Linked DNA regions of Gasterosteus aculeatus: region 2 is linked to region 1. A link is a contact called in public Hi-C data. All regions are on one chromosome and are shown on one strand. The core of a region is the stretch at or near the end of the contact, and the rest is flanking DNA. Distances in the headings are between cores, read along the strand shown. Region 1 holds the start of LOC120828873 (dual specificity protein phosphatase 7). Region 2 overlaps LOC120828875 (transcription cofactor vestigial-like protein 4).

Evidence for each region. Hi-C and Micro-C count contacts between places; a contact is called where the count stands out from the background.
Region 2: a Hi-C map of skeletal muscle shows a contact between it and region 1, with 3 times the contacts expected there. The contact joins the enhancer-like site here to the promoter of LOC120828873 in region 1. A contact is called at or near these places in 4 of 6 Hi-C or Micro-C datasets (skeletal muscle, tail fin and whole body).

Annotation. Positions count from the first base shown.
Region 1 is chr2:3,921,786-3,926,064 of fGasAcu3.hap1.1, reverse strand. It overlaps LOC120828873 (dual specificity protein phosphatase 7), which reads right to left and starts at 2,746. Exons shown (of 3, transcript XM_040192533.2): 1 at 1,811-2,746; 2 at 631-1,059; 3 at 1-141. The coding sequence starts at 2,180.
Region 2 is chr2:3,969,310-3,973,718 of fGasAcu3.hap1.1, reverse strand. It overlaps LOC120828875 (transcription cofactor vestigial-like protein 4), which reads left to right. Exons shown (of 6, transcript XM_040192536.2): 6 at 1-1,807. Among protein-coding and RNA genes, the nearest start is that of LOC120828875, 5.9 kb to the left of the region's middle. Within about 2 kb of position 2,893, at least 2 of the 9 cell types and tissues checked have open chromatin away from gene starts, as enhancers often do.

The DNA of each region.
Region 1 (4,279 bases), core at 1,497-3,996:
TCTTCCGCTTGACGAAGTCGTAGGCGTCGTTGAGCGAGAGGTTGAGCCTCTGCATCAGGTAGGCCACGGTGACCGTGACCGAGCGGCTGATGCCGGCCAGGCAGTGGACCAGGATGCCGCAGTGCTTGGACCGAGCTTCATCTGCAAGACCAAGGGAACTCTTTTATTATTACGCACGATGCCTGGAGGGGCCTCCTGCAGCCGGAGCGCAGCGGTAAAATCACTCACAAGTCAACTTGTGAACTGGCACCAAACACCAACACAGAGAGAAGAGACAACATTCCCTTCCTTGTCCAAAAGAGAAACCGTTCAGGAACCTCACGGACCCGGCGGGCAGCAGCGCAGGAAGAGTTTCAAGATTAAAGTGTCGTTGCTCTGCGATATCGCCGCGCGACAGCTGATGGCGGCGAGGAAGGGAACCGCCATTCGACAATAATGGAAAAAAACTCCCCCACGAATCCATTCACAAAACCAGCGTACGGAGACAATCATTACCACTAAATGATTCAGAGGCTCGGCCTTGTTGTTAAACGCAATTAGAAAGCAGTGACCTCATTTACACAAACCAACAACAACATCTAAACACACACAAGCGTCTGCTTTAAGTTCAGCGGTTATTGAGCCACTCACCTATAAATGATATGGCCTCGGGGAAGAACTGGGACAGGTTCTGGCTCCAGTGGTCCGAAATGGGGATCTTTTTGTACCGGAAGTGGCCGTCGTGCTCGAACGCGTTGGGCAGGTTGGGCGTGACGTTCAGGATGTACTGGATGTTGTACTGGCACAGCACGTCCAGGTTGGTGGAGTCTTTGGCGCAGCCCAGGTAAAGGTAGGGCAGGATCTGGACGGGGAAGGCCGGCTGGTTGCCGGGGACGGGGCTCTCCTCGGACTCCGTGGCGCTGCTGGGCTCCCGGTCGGACTCCCCGTCCGAGCAGTCCGAGCTGATCCGGAGGTTCCCGAAGCCCAGGACGGAGAGCGGCGGGGAGGAGCTGGGGCACGAGCTGTCCAGGAGGGTCTCGCAGTGCTCCGGGTACTCGGTGTGAAACTTCACGAATCCACCTGAGCGCCAGGTAACAGAAGACACAGCGACGTCATGGCTTTGTTGTTGCTTAAAAATGAAACTGACACACTTCTGGGTTCTTGTTCCTATTTGTGTTTACACAGGACAACAAAAAAGGCGGTTGGGGAAGCGGAGCTGTCAAGCCCACACACACACACACACACACACACAAACCCCTTCTCTCCCCCTCTCTCACCCGCCCTCCCCTAAAAAGAAACCATTCATGAAATGCGTGCCCGCTCCTGCTGGAGCAAAACATGGCGCGGCCATTTTGGAATTTTAATTGAGAATCTCCGGGACACAAACTTCGGAAGAGCCTTCGATCCGCGGGCGACCGCTGGGCGCTGAAGTGACGTCCGTCGCGTCCATAATCAGAAATCAATAATCGAGATTTTAAAAAAATTAAAAAAAAAAAGGAAAAAGGAAATAAATCGCGGCCGCCGTTGGGATTCAAATGTCGGTGCTTGTTCTAACGTTCGCAACGTCTTCCCGTTAAAAAAAAAAGAAAGAGAGAAAGAACGGGCTTGACTCGCGAGCCGTCGAATACCGCGCATGGAGATGCTAAGCTAAGCTAGCTCGCCGTTCGCGAGTGAGCACGGGCGAACAGTTCGCGCGACGTCACTTAACTTCTGACGTTCTAAACTCCACAGCAGCCGACTTGACGTCGCACGCCTTTTTTTTTTTTTTCCTTCACGCCTAAAAACGGGGGGTTGATTTAAAAAAAAAAAGAAGAAGCAAACACTACGTCACCTTCCAGGTAAAACGCCTTACAGCCGTCCTCCCACAGCTTCTGAAGCAGCAGACCCAGAACCGACGCCGGGGCGCCGCCGTCCTGGCAGCCCGCGGTGCTCTCGTCGTACAGCAGCACCGTGTCCGTCTTGCAGCGCCTCACGAACTTCTCCTTGTCCTCGTGGTTGGGGATGATGGTCCGGATCGGGATGTTGCCCTTCTTGAACCTGCGGAGCATCAGCCCCGGTATGGCCAGGTTGATGGCGGTCTCTACGTGGGACGACTCGTAGAGTTCGTGCGAGCGGCAGTCCAGCAGCAGCAGAGACGCGGCTCCGGACTCCAACTCCCGCTGCAGCCATTCCACGCTTTTACTCGGCGTCACGTCAGACATGTCGGACTCAATATCATGCTAACACGCACGCGTTAAAAGCACACAAAAAACACACACACACACGCGCTTACTACATGTCCGGACTACATTTCGTATATCACGTTAAGTAATAAAAGACGCGTCAGATGTCGCCTCGCCGGCGCTTCTGCCGGAGCGAAGAGATTCCCCCCTTTTTCTTTTTTTTTCTTGCTCCCTCTGCTCTGTTTCCATCGGTCGGAGAGCCCGCGCGGCCCCCCCGGTGGGGCTTAACGGAAGACCTCCTTCCACCGGGACCCACAGCGGGAGGAGGTGGGGGCGGGGGGGGGGGGGGGGGGTCGGACCCGAGTGTTCAAAAGCCGCGGACCTTCTTCGTCAACTTCCAGTCCGCTCCGCGTCGTGCGCGGCTCCTCGGCGCGCGCTCCCGTCTCACCATTCCGACGCGCGGGACTCCTTCTTTCTCCAAGTTGACAGCGGAGCAGCAGCTCGAGGGGGGCGGAGTTTGTTCCTTGTGATTTAAAGCCACAGCGGAACTGTCGCGCGGCGGAGTTCGGCGGCGGGCGGTTCTCAATGGAACCGCTCGCTTCAATGCGACCACGTGACCCGCGTAACTTTTTATTTTTAATTGGTCGTTCAAATGTCGCGATGGTAATCTGGCATCATTTCCCCTGGTTTCAATGTGCGTGACAGTCTGCTTATTGGATTTCAGAGCGTTGATCAAATCAGGTGTAATTATTAATTATTACACACGATATGTGTTATTATTGCGTTGTTAAACCAAGTCCCTCTGAAGTGCTCCGGTGATTTTATTCATACTTTTTTTTTTTTTACCATGGCCAGATTACATAACGGTATACCTGCATACATGTACAGTTGTAGTTCATTACACATGACCCACACAATACACTATTACGCTATACGCCTGTTCATTCATTCATCATCCGTGTAAGGGGACACCTTTTCACACGGTGTGTCTGTGGACGAGTGCCTGTCCCACAACACGTCCCCGCCTCTCTCTCTCTCTTCCACATACACACTCATTCATAAAGAGACATTGGACCTGCCCACAGATGCAATAAGGAACCGAGCCGTGAACGGATGAAGGAAATGTGTTCTCGCCAACAACACCCTCTTCTGGAATCTTTCATCTAGATTTACCGGATTCACTGCACGTGAAGGAGTTATTTCAGGCGGAAGCTTGACCTTGTTTGTCAAATGCAAGAAGCGCATTATGCTGCGTTGTGTTTCTCGAGATGGTGAGATCCAAATCGACTTCGTGGATGTTGCTCGTGAGGGGGGGGGGGGCTTTGATGCATAATGACATCCCCCTGCGCGATAGTGGCGGTCACGTGACTGCTCCACTCCCACCTGTAGAGTCTGGTTACATAAAGTGCTCCAAACGTGATTTAAGGGTGATTCACCCACAGGGAGAACACCCCGCATGGTTTTGCAGCGTCTCGTTCTGCTTCCAGGGCCTTTTTTTTACCGGCAGATGTTCAGGCGCCGGTGATGAGACGGGCGGGAGGGAGAACTTCCTCCCCATTGATGTTTCATCGATGTTCAAACACAGAAGAAAGAAGATGTCTAACACCAATACGTACATTCATATTCTATCTTCTCGGTGAATCGACATAAAATAACTACTAGAGATTTCTCCGCGGATACATCCCACCAATCCTTTTATTATTTTTTATTACATCCAACATGATTTTCCTCGCTGCGTAGACGGGAAACACAATATCCTGTCCTCTATTGATACCATCTAGTGGTTTTGCTTTGAAAGCTGCTGCACCAGCTATGACTCATTCGCAGGGGGGGGGGGGGTGGGAGGTGGGGGGGGGGGGGGGGGCGCTCACAGCCCCTCTACCCCCTTAAAAGAACCAGAACGCCCCCGTGTGGTGAAAATCAGGAATGCCAAGAAATGCATTTAATTTGTTACAGGACGCCCCCACATCTGCCTTCACTCTGATTTTCGAGGATAGCAAAATATCTAAATAACTTTTCTTTTTGTATGCTATTTAGGTTAGAGCTATACGATAATGACTTTTGAAGTAAGCGTAAATAATATATACTGCGCCACCTAAACCACATGCTTCTCCATCTCCTTCTCTCTGAGATGTAAG
Region 2 (4,409 bases), core at 1,644-4,143, 48 kb before region 1:
CAGTGATTGTGAAGATCCATGAGTGTTCAGGAGTTCATGTACCTGAGAGCCAAAGAAATCCCCAGCGTCTTCCCTTCCACATTTAAGCCATAGCCCTGGTCTATCGTCGTTCACTCTAAAATCACACTTCTTTAGAAAAGGGTTAAAAAAAACTCTTATTACTTGAAAAGGAACCAGGTCTCTTTTGCTCCTTTTGCCTTTCTGGCGTTTGAGGTAGTAGGAGGTTCATTTTTGTAAAACATGTCCCCCCCCCCTCAACCTCCCTCTTTCAGATTCTAACTGGACTTGCCCACTGTTAACTGAATTCTTTTAGTTTCCTATTTTATATGTTCACTGTGGCTGATTACTTAGTACACTAATATCAATCGTAGTAGACGTGTCTAACTAGAAAGCATGTTTCAAATAGCTGGTTTCTATTACAAACCTTATTCTATACTATATATTTACTCAGAATTTATTTTTTATCTGTAACATTTTAGAAATACTCACTGCTGGTACAGTTGTACTCAATATATTTTTTTGTATCTGGTTTCCATTACTCTATGTAGGTGTATATCTTTGCACCATCTACAAATCACAGCCTCTGGAAAGGCTGAATGCAGTTTAAAGGGCCGTATTGCTTCTTAGTCTGCGGACCTGGACGTTCTCGCTTTCTACATGGCCGAATACAGTCTGACCTTCGGTAGCAGTCGATTAGCGGTGGTTTATTTATTCGGAACGCGTCGATTGTTTTCATGTTGGCTTTTGGCAAAACAGAATTCTAACTTGATTTTATTTCTTCCGTAACGAGAACAACGGCTTGTTTCTCTGCTGCTTCAATGACGGAGCAGTTGATCTCACAAATAACATTGAAACTCACCTGAAATACGGGTGTCCTCATTTCACGAATAGGCGTCAACATTCCACTGCGATTGTCTGACACTTGGCGGTCACTTAGGTTGAGTTCAGCGAGCACTAGTGCGTTGGTCCTGTGTTTTTTTTAAACGAGGTGATGTCATGGTGCGAGCTGCCTAAATGGTCCTTCTGGTTACGGAGAAAAGGGTTAGCGGGCTACAAAGTTTGTGCAGTTGAGTCCTGCTCAAATTCATTTCTCGCCCTTCTGACAGGTCACGCTACAATAAGTAGAGGCTACGTGTCATCACTGATTGAGATGTGGTATTGAATATTGAGATTTTTTTTTTCTGTCGACTAACGGTCCACGAGAGCCTACATTTGTATTAATATCCTACAGTCTTTAAATTGTTACATGCACCGTTGTGTCTTTAGATTTGACTCCTTTACTGACTATCATTGCGCCGCGCGGAATGAAGATAGATCCTTTGTTTCTATTCAGAATAGTTTGCTCGTATGCAGCATGGATGCTCATTATCGTCAAACCATTTTATTTTTGTTAATCTTTCTAAAACTTTGGTATTTTCCCACAGTTGTCAGATGATGTATAAGTGCAGGAACACATGTGTCTTTTGATCAAAGACGTTCTCGGTGCAGCGTCAAAGACTTCTGTACTAACGGTTTAAAGAGTCTCTTTAGTTTTGTTTAGTGTGAACTTTAGTGGATTTTAGGGATTATCGTGGAATCTGCTCGTTTGACACAAGCAGATTCGTCAGTGATGTGTTTGAGGTATTAGTCTATCGTTATTTAATTGCTATATTTAGGCTACTTGTATCTCAAGGACTGTTTTTCAGAAAGGTCCTGCTTCAGGTGTCATTCACGTAGAGAAAAAGTGTTCACTTTTGTCCTTATTTCTCTGGAAGACAATGCCACTGTTTTGTACTCAATTTCTTCCAAATAAATGAAACGCCTTTCATTGTGTGTGTCTTTTTTTTGTCATAATGGCAAATAAAAAACGCTACTCTGTAATATTATTTGCATGCATCCAGCTTGCGGTAATCAATTATTCACTTTTTGAAAGATCTTATTAATCCTGGTTCAAGCAAACCTTTAAATGAATGTGAATGAAAAAGCTAATCTATGGGCACGATGGCAGGGAATTAGATGCCAGTGAAATTAATTTTAGCAGACCCACAATAAGATTGTTGTTTTTCTTTCCACTTATCGCTACCGTGGCACTGCTATGTTGGTAAAGACATCTGCTATGATTTCAGTGTTGCAGATACTTGAGTCCACAATGAAGTGATTCCACTAATTGGAGGACTCCAATCAGCAGTAATAACTCTGTTTATCAGCATGTTAACAAGCGGTATCTGTGATTACAGTAGGGTTGTTTTTTCAATTAGGAAGCTGGAAAAATGGCATATTGTAAAAACCGGTGCCTTTTTTAGGGACCCGATCTTTGCAAGCAATCATTCATCTTCTGCATTAATGTTGCAATGGAGCTGGGGCAACATGACTGATGATGCGTGGGACCAGGCTGTAGGTTCGTTCGTTCCCTTTCCAGACCAGCAGAGGGCAGTGTCGCACCACTTTTACAGGCTCCAACCCTAAATTCTCCTTGTCCCTGGAGATGAAACAAAAGACATGAGCGTCATCCCTCTGGGAAGATTGACGCGGATGCAACATTCCCTCCATGTGTGTCGGTGATGTGGAAATGTACTTTGCACGTATGAAGACATTGGCGTCATGCTGAGAGCACAATGCACTGCAGATGTTCCCTCCACGAGACTCCAGCCCTATCGTTATATTTATTTATTTAAATGTCTTTGAAGATGTATTAAGTTGCATACATCCGTGAGGCTAAATGTGAACGAGTATACCTCCACTTTGATCATTTGAATTTATTGAGCATCAAAACGCAAAAATCGTAACCTAAAACAGAAATATCTTTCTTTTTTCCTCTCTTTTCCTTCTGTTTGGTCGTTGCCGCTCTCACCCCTCAGGCTCCAATCTGCTCCAAAACCCCTCCAATAAGGCCACTGCCTCCGCGAGATTAGACCCAGCCATTCACCAACCACAATGCCGCGCGCCTTTCCAGCGGAGCCCGCTCCTGCGGGATTATAGAGAGGAGACCCGCATGTTTTTATTTTATTTGTGCCACAAACACGATCGCTCGGAACGATCGGGTATCAGACCAACCCGAAACTAGTCTCTGAATCGAGATGACACATCAGGGTCACGGCAAATTCGGCTTGCCCCCCCCCCACTACAAGTGTGTGAAGGCCACAAGGAGCACGACATCATGCGCCGGCGACGGAGGACCGGTCCCCTCGGAGTCGCACCCCGCCAGGGTGCCCTCCGCACCCCGCTGCGCGCACACACGGTCAAGGCGCACGCCGAGCCGAGCACCGTAATGCTCCCGGTGTGCGTAACAGGGGCGAACCGACGGAAAGGGGAGAGGGAGGGGGCGGTTGTGATTTTACTATGGGGGCCAAACGGCCCCGTGTGGCGTCACACAAGTTGCCTCCCGCGTTGCCCCCGCATGCTGCCCGCGTACAGAGGGGCCGACAGAGATCTCGTTCTTTCTTTTGCATAATTCCACATTTGCCGCACAACCCCTCTGCAGCCTACCCGAGTGCACAACGTCTGGGGAATTTGCCTGATTGCCTGTAGATTATTTGGACATTATCTAAACCCCCTCCCCCCATCTTATATGTGTGGCTCTCTGCTGCGAGGATGCACACACGCATACGCATCCTTGGGCAAAACAATCTAAAATAGATCATACTGGAGTAGATGCACAGGAAGCAGCTCACGGGCAGACTTGAGTCATGCTGGCAAGATCATGCACCCTGAGCTGACAGCCCAACACACCCGATTACCAAGCACGTCATTTCTGAAGAAAATGCATCCGTACCCTCACTATAGGTCGTAAACAGAAAAAGGGTGCATGGGGGGTGTTGGGTTCCGACTCTGATTGACCCATAAAATGACTGTGGGATGCGGAGTGGATCGGGTGGGCCGAGGTTTTTGTTGCGCACCTTAAGAAGGACCCGACTTTGCGTCTTTTGGCTCCAGCGACCGTGGCTCATGCATCGTGTCATGTGGACTGCTGGCAATGGCATAACCTTTGCGGAGGGAAGGGAAGACAACACGGTCACTCTGCATATCAGTCTCGCAATGAACAGAAACAGACCCTGTCAGGCCATCTCAGCGTCACCCCCCCCCCCCCTCTCATTTCCTTCAGCCGCACACCACCGCCGACGCACTCCACCAATCGCTCTGCGCCTTTTCCCCACGTCCTCCCCTCCCGTCAGTTGGGACGTATCTTCATTAGGCCGTATCGCGTCGCGTGCGCGGTTTTGGCAGGGTCGCTTTAGAACATTTCTCCTTTGAGTTGCACGCTCCCCCCCAACCGCGGCCTGCTCGGGGCGCGCGTTTGGCCCCCCCCGTATGGCGCTCAACGCAGCCAGCCCATACAGTTGGCTTACACGTCGCCCTTGTATATTATTGATTCATTTGTAAATGATTGATTGGAAAAGGAGGCGGCGGGGGGGGGGGGGGGGGGGTCTGCT